Linked DNA regions of Mus musculus: regions 2, 3, 4 and 5 are each linked to region 1. Evidence: chromatin contacts called from public promoter capture Hi-C data. All regions are on one chromosome and are shown on one strand. The core of a region is the stretch at or near the end of the contact, and the rest is flanking DNA. Distances in the headings are between cores, read along the strand shown.

Region 1 (2,554 bases), core at 37-2,536:
CGGCAGGAGAGAGCCAGGCCAGGTTCCAAAGTCTGAATGCTGGCTGCCCTCTCTGAGTCCCACACCCTATGGCAGCTTAACCACCTGTAGGTCAAGATTCTGGGATCCAACACCTTCCGCTGTCTATGGGCATGGGGCGTGCACATGATGCACAGACACAAGCTCATAGAGAAGCCATGTGGGATGGCAAAGGCCTGGGGATCCGGATTTGTGAATTCAAGGTCATCCTGGTCTACAGAGTGAGTTCCAGGACTACACCTAAAAACCCATCTCAAAAAAAAAAAAGTGACTGGAGAGATGGCTCAGCTGTTAAGAGCACTGACTGCTCTTCCAGGGGTCCTGAGTTCAATTCCCAGCAACCACATGGTGGCTCACAACCATTTATAATGGGATCTGATGCCCTCTTCTGGTGTGTCTGAAGACAGCTACAGTGTACTCATATACATAAAATAAATAATTTTTTTAAAGCTGTTGCCATAGGCCCCTTCACGAGCTTTCCCGATAAGCCCACATTTTACAAAAATATGAACGTGTAATAGAGCATCCTCGGGACCCAGAAATGGAGCGTTATTTGGGAAGATTGGTCTGTTAGCTAAATTGAACGAAGGTGGGGCTGAGCTGTAGGCAGAAGAGGAATGATATAGAACAGATAGGTTCAAGCTGGAATGGGGGACCGGAGAATGCCGGCTCCGGGTGTGTGCACCAGGTTTCTGTTTCCGTATCAGGGCTTCACCCGGTTAGTGAGGACGGGCTCGTGGCTTCAGGTAACGCTGACGACAGCTGATAGGGCCGACACAGCTGACAAACCCCTGTGGCTTCTCAACCCGCTTTAAACTCCAGGGGCCAATGAGTTCTTGTGTCTCCAAAGCTGGTAACCAGACACCCCAAGTTATGAGCCTTGTCAGACGTCTGGGGCTTAGTAGCAAGGCCCCCTGAGTTGAGTCTTAATCAGTTAATTGACGCATTTATACGTTTTTGAGACAGGCTTTCACTATGTATCCTTGATCTGTGTTTGTGGTCTAGTTCGTACCTCCCCACAAGCTCCCTCGGGTTTAGCCTCTTGTAGGTCAGAGGGCACTGCTGTGCGCCATCCCGCCCCCACCTCCACCCGACCCAACCCCCCACCCCCGTCACAGCCTGGAACAGGTGCACGTAGCAGACCGGGCCTAGCCACGTTCGCGGTCGCTCAGCTCTTGACCATACTAGGGCAAGCAGCTCCCTCGCTATTAATAACCTGGCGGGGAGCCGGCGTCGTGTCTATAAAGCCGAGCACGCCAACCCCAAGCGGCTCCTTCAACCCCTGAGATCTTAAACAAAAGTAAGTACGCCAACCATCTCCCCTCCTTGGCCCTCACCCAGGCTTCCTGCGGCAGAAATGACCCCAAAAGTCAAAGAATTGTGTTAAAACGAAGGATGAGTGAAACACAGACCCTGCTGGTCCCGAAGGCTTGTGGGACAGCGGGCAGGAGGAGCTGTCATCTAAAGGGTGCAGAGCCAGGGACATCCCATCCTACCCAAGTGACCCCCAAGAATGCATGTGTGTCTTGGTGTGGGTGGTGAAGAGCTGGGGGATCAAAGAGGGGACTCTCTGTGTCCCCAAACTCAGTTCTCCTCTGGGTATGCAGCTCCCTGAACTTCTCTGTAGTTCAAAGCCAAAGCCATTTTTTTTTTTTTTTTGAGGTAGGGTCTCTGTAGCCCTGCCTGTCCTGGAACTTGATATGTCCAGGCTGGCCCTGGACTCAGGGAAATCCTCTTCTCTCTGCCTCCTGAGCGCTGGGATCAAAGACACGCACCACAACTCCTGGCTAAAGGGATTTTGTGGCTGTCCCACATGCATAAACCCAAGGTGTGTCCCCAAATTCCACCTGTGACCCATTACTGCAGACCTACTCCTGATGGCTGGAGAGACGAGGAGATGAGAAGTTCCTTTCCAGACAACTTGCAGTCACCGGGTGCATGGTGGTGTGTGGGGGTAGGGTGGATGACCTGGGGACACCCACCACTAGTGACTTCTGGCTCCTGTCAGCCCCTCCCCTCTGGCTTTGGCTGATCTTCCACTTAGTGTCCAGGATGCCCATCTCTTCCCTGGCCCTTGGAGACCTGAGGTCTGGAGAGCAGTGACCTTTGCAGGTGACAGTGTTGGACCAGGTGGGGCCCTGGGGTCTAAGTGCTGACTGAGTGTTCCGCTGAGCGCTGGCTGATGTCTGTGACAGGTGTCAGTGCAGGGATAGGACAGCACAGGGTGGGGAGGGCTGCCTGTCACCCATCTCCAGGTCCTGAGCAAACCACCACTATCACCTCAGTCTCTGGGTGTGGTTATTAGGACTTGGGGTGTGTGGGTTTTGGTGAGGTCACAGTCCTAGGGTTAAGTGTGGGGCAGGAGAGTCAACAAGAAAAGCTGAGAATCTGGTTCGGTGGATAAAGTGTTTGTCTCGAGTGCGTGGGGACCTTGGTCAGAATCCCTAGGACTCAACTCAACTGAGGCACAGCAGTGTCTGTATGGAGTCTGGAAATCCAGCCAGGCAGGGGACCTTATGCTCTGCTAGGTCCCACA
Region 2 (2,554 bases), core at 37-2,536, 1.5 Mb before region 1:
ACTCCTTGTCCCCACGCCCTTTATTCCCTCCCACCTGCTCCCTGCCCTCCATTCAGTGTCTATTCTTGGAATCCCATTGTCCTGGGCCTTGGCCTCACCTGCCCTGTCTCCCCAGGAAGCAGGTCCTGGGGACCAAGGTGGACGCGGAGCGCGATGGTGTGAAGGTGCCCACTACGCTGGCCGAGTACTGCGTGAAGACCAAGGCGCCGGCGCCCGACGAGGGCTCGGACCTCTTCTACGACGACTACTATGAGGACGGCGAAGTGGAGGAGGCCGACAGCTGCTTTGGGGATGAAGAGGATGACTCTGGCACCGAAGAGTCCTGACCCACGTCCCTGAAATAAACTTACAAATTTTACCTCAGCAGGACCCGTGTGGGCCTCAGGCGACAGACTACCTCACCGAGGTTCCATGTGGGCTCCCATCCCATGATCCTTAGGTCCTCTTACCCCGTATTCCCCATGGGTTTTCCTCGGCTTTGGAGAAGAGCTGTGGTGCAGGGCAAACACCCCACTCAGCTTTCAGATGATGACAAGCCTGGGAGGCTGGGGACCGACTGCCTGGTGGGGAGCCAGAGACTCCAGCCCAGCCCAAGGAAGGCCAGCACCACAGTCTCCTCTCTGCTTTTGGTGTGTGTGAAATAAAATAAAATAGCTTTCTGAGAAGCTGAGAGAATCACCTAGGACGCCGGTGGCACTCGGTACTGAGGGCCACCTGGGTAGCCCGGCCAAGGCCGTGGGATGGGCAGGAAGAGATAGTGACTGTTAAGGCTCAGGATTGTACAGGGGCCCCAGGCCCAGAAGCAACTTGCTGCCTGCAGATCCCACCTTCCTGCATCTGGCACTGTGGCTGTCTGTGTCCGCCTCCATCCTGCAGTCAGAAGGCCTGGGTCCTGAGGCGTGCAGAGGACTAGTATCCCAGCAGTCCTTGTGTCCTGGGCACTTCTTCAGCCCTGGGAACTCCAGTGCCTGCCTGAGGAGTCCCTGTGGCAGGCAGCCTGGTGACTCCCCACAGGAAGGACAGGCTGAGTGATGCTCTGACCACATCATGCTGTGCAGGGTGGCTACAGTGACCCAGTGCTGAAATAGCATTGGGTGCCATGTAAAGAAAGGAAAAGAAAGTGTCACTTTCATTGCGTGGGCCTGTTAACTCTCCAGAGTTCCAGTCTCCAGAACAAAGCTGTACTCTACTGAATAGCACTTCATGGAACCTGTGCTGCTTATAACTGATGAGAGAAGGACAAGTTGTTGGAAAGGCGTTAGTTCAGGCCTTCCTCTACCCGTATAATTTGCAGCCAGCCTTATGTACAAAGTTGCAGGGCCAGCAGTAAGGCTCAGTGGGTAGAGGCCTGCCACCAAGCCTAGCACAGGACCTACACGGCTCAAGGAGAGAACTGACCCTGTGAGTCATCCTCTGTGGGGGTTGAGGTCCATTGAGACAGACCCAGTGTTTACCTGGTGCTAATCACCAGAATGAGCATCACTGGGCTATAGTTGCTGCCCCCCAGGCAGGGGGCAGCTTTGACAGCAGAATTGCTTTCTAAAACCACACAGCAGGGTGTGAAGTAGGAGGAGTTGACACTTGTGCAAGGTGGGTGGTACTGGGAAGGCCACCTGTCCCCACAGGAAGAGAGAGTGGGGAACCCTTTCCCCCAGGGACCACTGATCCTGTGCCAGGATGGAGGTCTGCTGGTCCCTGCTGCTACTGCTGGCCCTGAAAACACTGTGGGCAGGTGAGCATTCGGGGGAAACTGAGGCCCAGAGCCGGGTATCCAGAGGGCTGTGGATGGGAGGCATTACGTACAGGGAAACTAGCAGATGATTCAGAACCCTGAGTAAAAACAGCGTAGAGCCGGGCGCGGTGGCGCGCGTCTTTAATCCCAGCACTTGGGAGGCAGAGGCAGGCGGATTTCTGAGTTCGAGGCCAGCCTGGTCTACAAAGTGAGTTCCAGGACCCCCAGAGCTATACAGAGAAACCCTGTCTCAAAAAAAAAAAGAAAGAAAACCACGTAGCCTGGTGACAGGCCTCTGAGCTCAGTATTTGAGGGGTCTGAGGCAGGAGGATTGCCATGAGTTCAGTTAGAGTGAGACCTATCAGAGGAAACAAAATGGGGTTAAGGATATAGCTTAAGTTGGGGCATATGCCTGGTGTACAGAAAACCTGGGCTCCATACTCCATTCCACCAGGCATGGTAGAGCACACCTGTCATCCTAGCACTGGAGGTGGAAGACCAGGAATTCAAACCCTTGCTCAAACCCTTGCTCTCCAGTGAGTTTGAGGCCATCTGTGCTACAGAGCCTCCTGAGCACTGACATTAGAGGTGTGTGGCTACCACACATGACTTTCTTTTTGTAAAGGTATTGCCATGTAGCCCTGGCTGGCCTGGAATTTATAAGTAAATACCCGCTTCTTGAGTTTGGTCAATGAGAGGCTGTGCTACCATCCTGAGGTACAGATGGCCTACAACTCACTGTAGAGCTGTGTCTCATGCCTGTAACCCCAGCTCTAGGGGACGAGCCAAGCCACAGGGTCCCTGAGGCTCTGGGAATGTGCT
Region 3 (2,554 bases), core at 27-2,526, 1.4 Mb before region 1:
GACCTTCAGAAGAGCAGTCGGGTGCTCTTACCCACTGAGCCATCTCACCAGCCCTAAATCTTAACTCACTTGCTTAGGAGACAAAGATAGTGTCCTGAATCCCCAGAGCATACAGTAAGAACTCAGTCATTCTCTTTTGACTGAAAAGACAGTGGTCCAGGAACATGGAAGATACCAGCTGTCAGTCTGAGCATCTAATAATGCAGGCTCAGCAAAATATAGCATTCAGCCTGTCTTTGTCAGTAAAGTTTTATTGACACACAGCATAGAGCCCATCAATGTTGATAAAGTTTTATTGACACAGAACCACTTCACAGATCTCCTCCAGCTCCTCTGGTGTTCATGATAAGTGTACTGTCCTTGCAACACAAACCACCTGGCCAACAATGCTGGCAGTGTTTACTATCTGGCCTTTTATCTGAAAAGTTCGCCTGACCCTCAGTGTGTCCAGGTGAGACGACACCGTTAGCCCTCTAGCATCTGAGGAGGTGGGATGGGCAGAGAGGTGAAAAGGCTGAGAAACAGACACAGAATCACACACCACTATACCGGTGAGCCCAGATCCAAACCCAGGGAAGATAGGTGTGGTGGTGCAGGCCTGGCTAAGGCAGTGGGTACTTTCAGGACAGCCTAGTCTACATATTAGTCTACATAATTTCAAAAGAAGTCCAAGGGAAAGTGGGTGGCTTGGCAGGAAGGCAGTGGAAGATGTCCTGGGACCTCCACGTGCACACAAAGTGAGCATACAGTCTCCAAAACCAAACCAAAGGACAACGACTCTATCAGAGAAGCGAATTTTGTGACTCACTCTCCCTGCGCTGCCCCAAGGCCCAGTGAGTGTCTAAGGCCAAGGAGCTGCAGTCCAGGCAGAAAGTCACATGGTGCACTCTCTGAGGGAGACAGGCCCTATGTCTTTCTTACTGTGGCTCTCCAGTGCCCTGGGAACAAAGTCTAAGTTCACCCAATACCCCTTTGCTCAGTCTGGCAGCATCACAGGGCTGACTAAACTCCTGAGTTCAGTAAACCATATCCAGCCATTGGCCCAGGCTGGGCCTCGTGCAGGAACTGAACCCCCTCAAGAGCTGCTGCTGTGGCTCTCTCGCGGGTCGGGGGTCCGACTTGGGGCCCTAAACTATATCAGGACTCCTTTCATTCCATGGAGAACTCAGGGTGACTGGGTCCGGGATCTCTGCGACGTTTTGGGGTGCAGCTGCGCGGTGCGGAGCGTCTGCGGCCAGCAGGAGGCGCGCGCGGGCGCGAGGGATACAGGGAACGCGCAGAGGCGGCGCGCACACGAGCCCACCCGGCCGCGCCCGGACAATACCCGGCGCGCTGGGGACGATGCCCGCCCCGGTGCCGCCCCCGCGCCGCACAGCCCCGGCCGCCAGGCCCTAGAGTCGGCCCTGCCCCGCGCTGCACCGCCCACGGACCTCGCGGGAGATGGAGTGAGTACCCGGCCGCGCGCGCTCTGACGCCCCAGGCCCCCAACGGGGAACCTAGAGGCGACGCGGGGAGACCGTGCCCAGCTGCAAAAGGGAAGGATCGAGCTGGGCCGCGCACTCCAGGCCTGGTCCCCAATCAAGCTGGAGGGGGGGGCACCTGGGTTGCACCACACATCTCTTGCAGGATGCAAAGGAGAGAGGCCCACGCGCGCGCAAGACCCTTTATCCAAGCTGGGCCACCTGTGGGTGGGCGCCCCCCCCCCAAGAGGCTGCGGGACTTCGGAAGTAATGGGACCCTTACTCAAGAGGCTGGGTGCTCCCCGCTTCCCCTCCCCCAGCTTCGGCTTGCTGCTCCTGGCGCTTCTGTCGGTCCTTCCTGCGCTCTGCCCTCCTCGTGGCCTCTTCTGGGTCCGCAGCCTCTTGGCCAAACCAATTCCGACCCCTTAGATGTCCTGAGTTGCCACTGGCTGGAGAGGTAGATTTCTGTGGAGAGCTAGGCGGGCGGTTCCCTGACAGAAGCTTTAATCAGATTTCCCCCTTTCCCTCTAAGAGTATCCCCTCCCCCTTCCCAGAAAAAGCGGGGACCAGATGGTGTGACTCAAAGGAGTGGCTGACTGAGGTTGAAAATGATGGTGGAACCCAGTCCCCAAACCTAGTCTGAGTGAGCTGGGGTCTGTTTGTGTGGGTTTGCGAAGCGATGGGCAGTGGAAGATTTCATACGCACCGGGGCCCGTTCAGGCATGCAGCCCGCTCTGGGCAACGTGAGGGTGTCCCCCAAGCCCCTTACTCCCACAGGTGGGAAAGATAGGTGGTCTAGGGGTGCTTGACAAGCCTGGTGGTAGGAAAACATCTTCTAGGTCACAAATCTGCCTGCTTGGTGTCTTGGGGCATCCCACACAGGGAGCCTGTCCTTACCGAAGCCAGGGCTGGGACAGAGCAGTCTGGCCAGCCCGACTTGGCTGGTGACCGCTCCCCCTGCCCTTCCCTCTCTGGGTGTGTTTTGTGCAAGACAACTTTCCTCTTGGGATTAACCCGTGACCCGCCACACCCTCCGATGGGTGGGAGCTGTCACATCCTTCCCTGGCCAAGAAGGCTGACACCCAGCCCTGGCG
Region 4 (2,554 bases), core at 25-2,524, 1.3 Mb before region 1:
AAACTCTGCTAGTGTAGACCTGTGCTTCTTGGACATGAGCAGCCTCCAACTTCACTGGCAGCCACCCGTGCAGGTTAGCTTCTGAGGGTGGGGCTCCTGCTTGGCACCAGCCACCCAGAGAACAAAAACTGGCAGCCAACCTTATCCCTGATGGTCCAGCCAGGACCTGATGGGAGTCCCAGAGGGCTCAAATCCTATGCCTTGTTGTGTGTGTGTATGTGTTTTCTAAATCCGCGAGACGGTCCTGATTAGTGATTCTGGGCCTTCAAGCTAGCTGCTGTGCCGGCTGGCTGGGGCCTGAAAGACCTCACTCCCAGCGCGGCCTCCATGGAAATCGGCAGCCGCCCCTAATCCAGGCTGGAATCCTCTGGCACCAAGCCCGCGTTGGGGCTCCAAGGCTGTTGGGCCCCTGGCCAGATCTGCAAGGAAACCAGTATAGCCGCCAGCCCCTTTGCCCCGCCTCCCACGAGCCCTGTATTACAGAAAAGGGAGGCCAGTGCTCTGGGCTCACCTCCCGTGCAGGGCGGAGGAGAAACTTTTCCCCCTTGCCTGGCTTTTTTTTTTTTTTTAGCAGATAACCAGGCAGACAAGAATCCGGATAGTTTGTGCCTTTGGGAGTCCTACCAAAGGATCTGTTTTATAGCCTGCACTAGGCCTTGGAGAACCCGTCTTGCTTTGTGATACCCCAGGACTGGAAGGCAGAATCCTGGCTGCTGGGGTGAAGGTACAAGAGGGCGGAGTTTCGTCCCTCCAGTGGATTCTGCGGCTGCTGAGTTTGTAGCCTCGTTTCCCCAGCTTTAGGCAGAACCAGCCACACTGCGGCTCCTTTCCTCGGTTTCCCCATCCCTGCGACACAGATGGAGCTTGGCTGCTGTGGGTAGACAAAAGACGGAAAGAGATGATTCACAATCTAGTCGCGACTGCGTCTATGAAGCACGTGGCCTCCACCTCGTTGCGATCTAGTCCAGGAGAAACTCGGTTGAAAGGCCAAATTCTGGCCACGTGACCACAAGCAAGCTAGGGCAATACGGGGTTTTCTGCCCGCTTCTAAGATGGCGAAGCAGCTTGCTTTACTCTCACGTTGGAGGCTAACGGCTTCCAGTGCCTGCTTGCAATATGGAGGCAACCTCCAGAATGCACGCTTCTCTGCGTCTGACCCGCCACGTACCCACTCTCAAGATGGCGTCCCACGGGTCGAACAAAGGCTCGCTCATTGGCTCAGATGGTATCACGTGCGTCTACTCATTCACTCCCTCCCCCTCCCCCACCGGCCGTTTCCGTCTTCCGTCTTGACTGACGGCCGTCCCGCCCAACAGCTGTCTGCTGTCTGGATGCGTTTCGCCCTTGGAGTAACCTTTTGACCAATAGAAGGCCCTGGCGGGGGCAGGCGGGGTTGACCACGCCCACAGACCGCAGCGGGAACCAATGAGGATCGCGCGCGGGGGACGTGTGCGGGCGTCTCCGCCATCTTGTGAGTCTATAACTCGGAGCCGTTGGGTCGGTTTCTGCTATTCCTGCGCCTCCGCTCCGTTCCCCGCGGGTCTCTTCCGTGTGCCATGGACGGGTAAGTCCTGCCGCGCCCCTCGCACGCCGCTCCGCTCACCACTCCGTCCCAGCCATCGCTGCCGCGCGCGTGGACTTTTGGCCCCCGCCGATCCCTCTAACCGCTGCAATGGGCGCGTGCGTGTGGCCTCGTTCCGCGTGGCGCGCTCGGAATCCCGGGCGTCTGAGGCCCTTAAGGAAGCCGGTTGGCTTAGGGCGACCGCACCCAGCTTTCGGCTCCCCTTAAGCCCCTCGCCCAGCGCACTTCCGGTGCCCGCGCGGTTCATCCGGAGGAACCCAGCGCCCCCCTCCCGCCCTCCGCGTGCACGCGCGCTCCCTCCGGTGAGACGCGCTCACTCGGAGCGGCTCGGCCGCTGCGATCCTTCCCGCCTGCCGTGCTCCAATCCGGCCGGCTCGCCCTGTGCCCCGAGCAATGTCGCTTCGCACGCCGCATGCGACCCCGGGTGCGCGCGCGTAGTAGGGCGCGCGCCCTGGTGCGGGCACGCGCGCGGACCTGTGCCGAACGCGCCCGCCCTTCCCGCCTGGGGGGAGGTGTCCGGAGGAGGCCTCCAGGGCCCCCCATTGGAGGGGCGGGTGGGCCAGAGTGAGGTTCAGTTCGGTCTCCGGTGTGGGCGCCGGCCTGGCATCCGTATCTCCCACATGCTTCCCGGATGCCCCCTCCACTGGCAACTTTTTGTAGTTTTCGGTTTGTTTTGGAGACCGGATCTCATTGTAGGCTGGTCTGAAAGATCTGCTTGCGCTTGCCTCTGCTTGCGTAGTGATGGGACTAAAGGCCTGCGTCACCAGGCCCCGACTTTTTTGTTGAAACTTTTTGTTTGGCTTTTGGATAAGGACTGGCCTTGAATTCCTGATTTTCCCCACCTTAACCTCCCTAGTGCTTTGAGTCACCAGGCTTAGTAAGCGGCTTTCCTTTTAACACGATTCTGAAAAGTAGTTTGGCCTAGCTTCAAGCTGAGTACCTATGGCAGTCCTCCTGCCTCAGCCTTCTAAG
Region 5 (2,554 bases), core at 18-2,517, 1.3 Mb before region 1:
CCAGTGTTCTATGGGTTTAGACTATTTCATTTATTGATTTTTTTTTTTTTAGGTTTGAGACAGGGTTTCTGTGTAGCCCTGGCTGTCCAGGAACTCGCTCTGTAGACCAGGCTGGCCTCGAACTCACAAGAGCTCCTCTTGCCTCTGCCTCCTGAGTGCTGGGATTAAATGCGTGTGCCACCATTGCTGTGCTAGACTATTTTATAATAAATGAATATATTTGCTCTGTGATCCCAGCACAGAGGCAGGAGGATTGATGTTGGTTTGGGATTTAATAAACAGGGGTGGATGGGGAGGGAAAGGGCCAGATAGCTCAGTGGGTAAAGCACTATGGCAGAAGGGAGGGCTGCAGTTCCAGTCCCCAGAACCCGTGTCCACAGCGGAGACAGCCTCCTGTATTTCCGAGCATTTGTGTAAGGAGGCCCAGAAGAAGACAGGGACACCTCTCCCCCAACAAGCTAGAGAGCTGATTGACTGAAACCTTAGAGAGAGCCCCTGCCTCAATATAAGGTGGAGAGTCACTGAGGAAGATACCTTGTGTCAACCTCAGGCCACTCTATGCATGTGCATCCACACATGCCTATGCAGAAAGAAAGAAAGAAAGAAAGAAAGAAAGAAAGAAAGAAAGAAAGAAAGAAAGAAAGAGAGAGAGAGAGAGAGAAAGAAAGATTAAAAAATTTAAGATATATAAATTAAAAAGAAATAAAACACACACACAATATATATATTTATATGAAAAAAAACCAGTAAAGAGAAAAGAATAGGAAATTATCCCAGTGCAGAAGTGCATACTTGTCATCCGAGCGTGCAGGAGGCTGAGGCAGAAGGAACCTTGGATACGTGGTGAGTTCATGGCTAGCCAGGGTTACATGCAACCCTGTTTAAAATGAACACACATACACACACACACACACACACACACACACACACACACTACAACATTAGAGGAGAAATAATGAACTCCCAAAGTAAAATCTAGGCAGGTTATTAATGGGGAGGGTCATCGATGGGGGGTGTATCACAGGATCTGTGGATCATAGCTGAGTGGGTACTAAAGTGGCTTGTCCCAGGACCCTCAGCACGCTCTGGGTGGCAGAGGGCTTCCTGTGCCTCCAGAGAGACCCCCTGCGTCCTGCCCTACTGCAAACATTCCTGGGCCCCCAAACTGGAAGGAGGAAGTGGGACCCACAGCCCAGCCTTTAGCCACTGTTCAACGGCTCCCGGCAGAGCTGGGCTATAAGAGGGCCCCAGCAAGCAGGATGCCAGGAGCCTGGCCATGGCTGGAAGCTACCCATCCCCCAAGGGGATCCATCCCTTCCTGCTGCTTGCCCTGGTGGTTGGTGGTGAGTGTGTGTGTGGGTGGGGGGGTGGGGAGCTGTTCATTAACCAGCACCTTCCTAGAATAGCTGGGAAGGTCAGGGCATCCCCTGGTTAAATGCTTGGGAAGGAAAGAATGAGAGGGGGCATTGACTGCTTTCCTTCTGTTTTAGGGTTCTTTTTTAGACAGAGTCTTAAGTAGCCCAGGCTGGCCTTTGCTACATTATAGCAAATCAGCTTTGACCTCCTGGCCCTCATGCCTCATCTCAGTACTGGGGTAGCAAGCTCCCATGCTGTGTTTCTGTGGCACTGGATGTGGGACCTAGGGCTTTGTGCGTGTAAGCCACGACTCTACCCACTGAACCCAACACCAGCTTCAGCCCTTGATGGGTTCTTACTGTATGTGTGCCGCCCACGGACTCTCACTGCAGGGAGGAATTTCCAGGGAATCAGGAATTACCAGCCAAGCTGAATGGCGCACATCTTTAATCCCAGCAGTTGGGAGGCAGAGGCATGCAGATCTCGCTGAGTTCAAGGCCACCCTGGACCACAGTGTGAGACACTATCTCAAAACAAAATAATACGTGTAGACTCAAGTCAGCCCCCGACTCCTCCCCAGGCACAGGTCACTTTAAAACCATAGGTAGAACAGACTGTGGCTCTCATGGCTGGAACCCTTCAGGCTGCATTCCTGACACCTACTTCCCCTAGGCGCAGTCCAGGCCTCCAAGATTGTAGGTGGGCACGAGGCTCGGCCCCACTCTCGGCCTTATGTGGCATCCCTGCAGCTGAGCAGGTTCCCTGGGAGCCACTTCTGTGGTGGCACCCTGATCCACCCGAGATTCGTGCTGACAGCCGCCCACTGCCTGCAGGACATGTGAGTTCAGGAGACAGCGAGGGAGTGGCAGGTCTGAACTGACAGCAAAGCCCTGGATGGGTACCTCATAGTCTCTTCCCCTTCCAAAGGCTCCCTCTAGACCTGCCTCAGCTCTTCCCCATGCGTTCTCCAGGAGATTATTTCAACAGAGACTTTCTCTCACCTAGAATCCCCCAGTGAAGGGGATAGGGGAGTGGTTAGGGTAAATATCCCTTCTAGAATTCCCCAGGGAAGGGTCTGTGGGCACGGTCAGGGTAGAGTTCCTCCTACCTGCCTAGAATCCCCCAGTGAGCGACTAGGGGGCGTGGTTATGGTAGAGCCCCACCTGGATTCCTCCCAGAGGGCGTGGTCAGGGGTGGA

The links. Promoter capture Hi-C pulls out the DNA fragments that hold promoters and counts their contacts. Capture Hi-C pulls out chosen DNA fragments and counts their contacts.
Region 2: a contact with region 1 is called in a promoter capture Hi-C map of pre-B cells, with 4 times the contacts expected there. The contact joins the promoter of Gzmm here to the promoter of Atcayos in region 1. A contact is called at or near these places in 2 of 39 promoter capture datasets (hippocampal neurons and pre-B cells) and 1 of 115 datasets of contacts at active chromatin or transcription factors (pancreatic cancer cells).
Region 3: a promoter capture Hi-C map of neutrophils shows a contact between it and region 1, with 4 times the contacts expected there. The contact joins the promoter of Palm here to the promoter of Atcayos in region 1. A contact is called at or near these places in 4 of 39 promoter capture datasets (hippocampal neurons, liver and neutrophils), 1 of 484 Hi-C or Micro-C datasets (B cells), 1 of 115 datasets of contacts at active chromatin or transcription factors (pancreatic cancer cells) and 1 of 9 other capture datasets (liver).
Region 4: a promoter capture Hi-C map of liver shows a contact between it and region 1, with 3 times the contacts expected there. The contact joins the promoter of Ptbp1 here to the promoter of Atcayos in region 1. A contact is called at or near these places in 1 of 484 Hi-C or Micro-C datasets (muscle stem cells), 4 of 115 datasets of contacts at active chromatin or transcription factors (embryonic forebrain, fetal liver, pancreatic cancer cells and 1 more) and 2 of 9 other capture datasets (adipose tissue and liver).
Region 5: a promoter capture Hi-C map of liver shows a contact between it and region 1, with 5 times the contacts expected there. The contact joins the promoter of Prtn3 here to the promoter of Atcayos in region 1. A contact is called at or near these places in 2 of 115 datasets of contacts at active chromatin or transcription factors (fibro-adipogenic progenitors and pancreatic cancer cells) and 2 of 9 other capture datasets (adipose tissue and liver).

The regions. Positions count from the first base shown.
Region 1 is chr10:81,193,405-81,195,958 of GRCm38.p6, forward strand. Atcayos (ataxia, cerebellar, Cayman type, opposite strand) reads left to right here and starts at 1,287. Exons shown (of 3, transcript NR_015477.1): 1 at 1,287-1,318.
Region 2 is chr10:79,687,734-79,690,287 of GRCm38.p6, forward strand. Gzmm (granzyme M (lymphocyte met-ase 1)) reads left to right here and starts at 1,287. Exons shown (of 5, transcript NM_008504.3): 1 at 1,287-1,732. The coding sequence starts at 1,678. It overlaps Cdc34 (cell division cycle 34), which reads left to right. Exons shown (of 5, transcript NM_177613.2): 5 at 116-665. The coding sequence ends at 326.
Region 3 is chr10:79,792,296-79,794,849 of GRCm38.p6, forward strand. Palm (paralemmin) reads left to right here and starts at 1,277. Exons shown (of 9, transcript NM_023128.4): 1 at 1,277-1,445. The coding sequence starts at 1,441. It also overlaps a transcript of Prss57 not described here.
Region 4 is chr10:79,853,158-79,855,711 of GRCm38.p6, forward strand. It overlaps Ptbp1 (polypyrimidine tract binding protein 1), which reads left to right and starts at 1,275. Exons shown (of 14, transcript NM_001077363.2): 1 at 1,275-1,564. The coding sequence starts at 1,557. E130317F20Rik (RIKEN cDNA E130317F20 gene) reads right to left here and starts at 1,814. Exons shown (of 1, transcript NR_029447.1): 1 at 1-1,814.
Region 5 is chr10:79,878,400-79,880,953 of GRCm38.p6, forward strand. It overlaps Prtn3 (proteinase 3), which reads left to right and starts at 1,268. Exons shown (of 5, transcript NM_011178.2): 1 at 1,268-1,343; 2 at 2,029-2,194. The coding sequence starts at 1,277.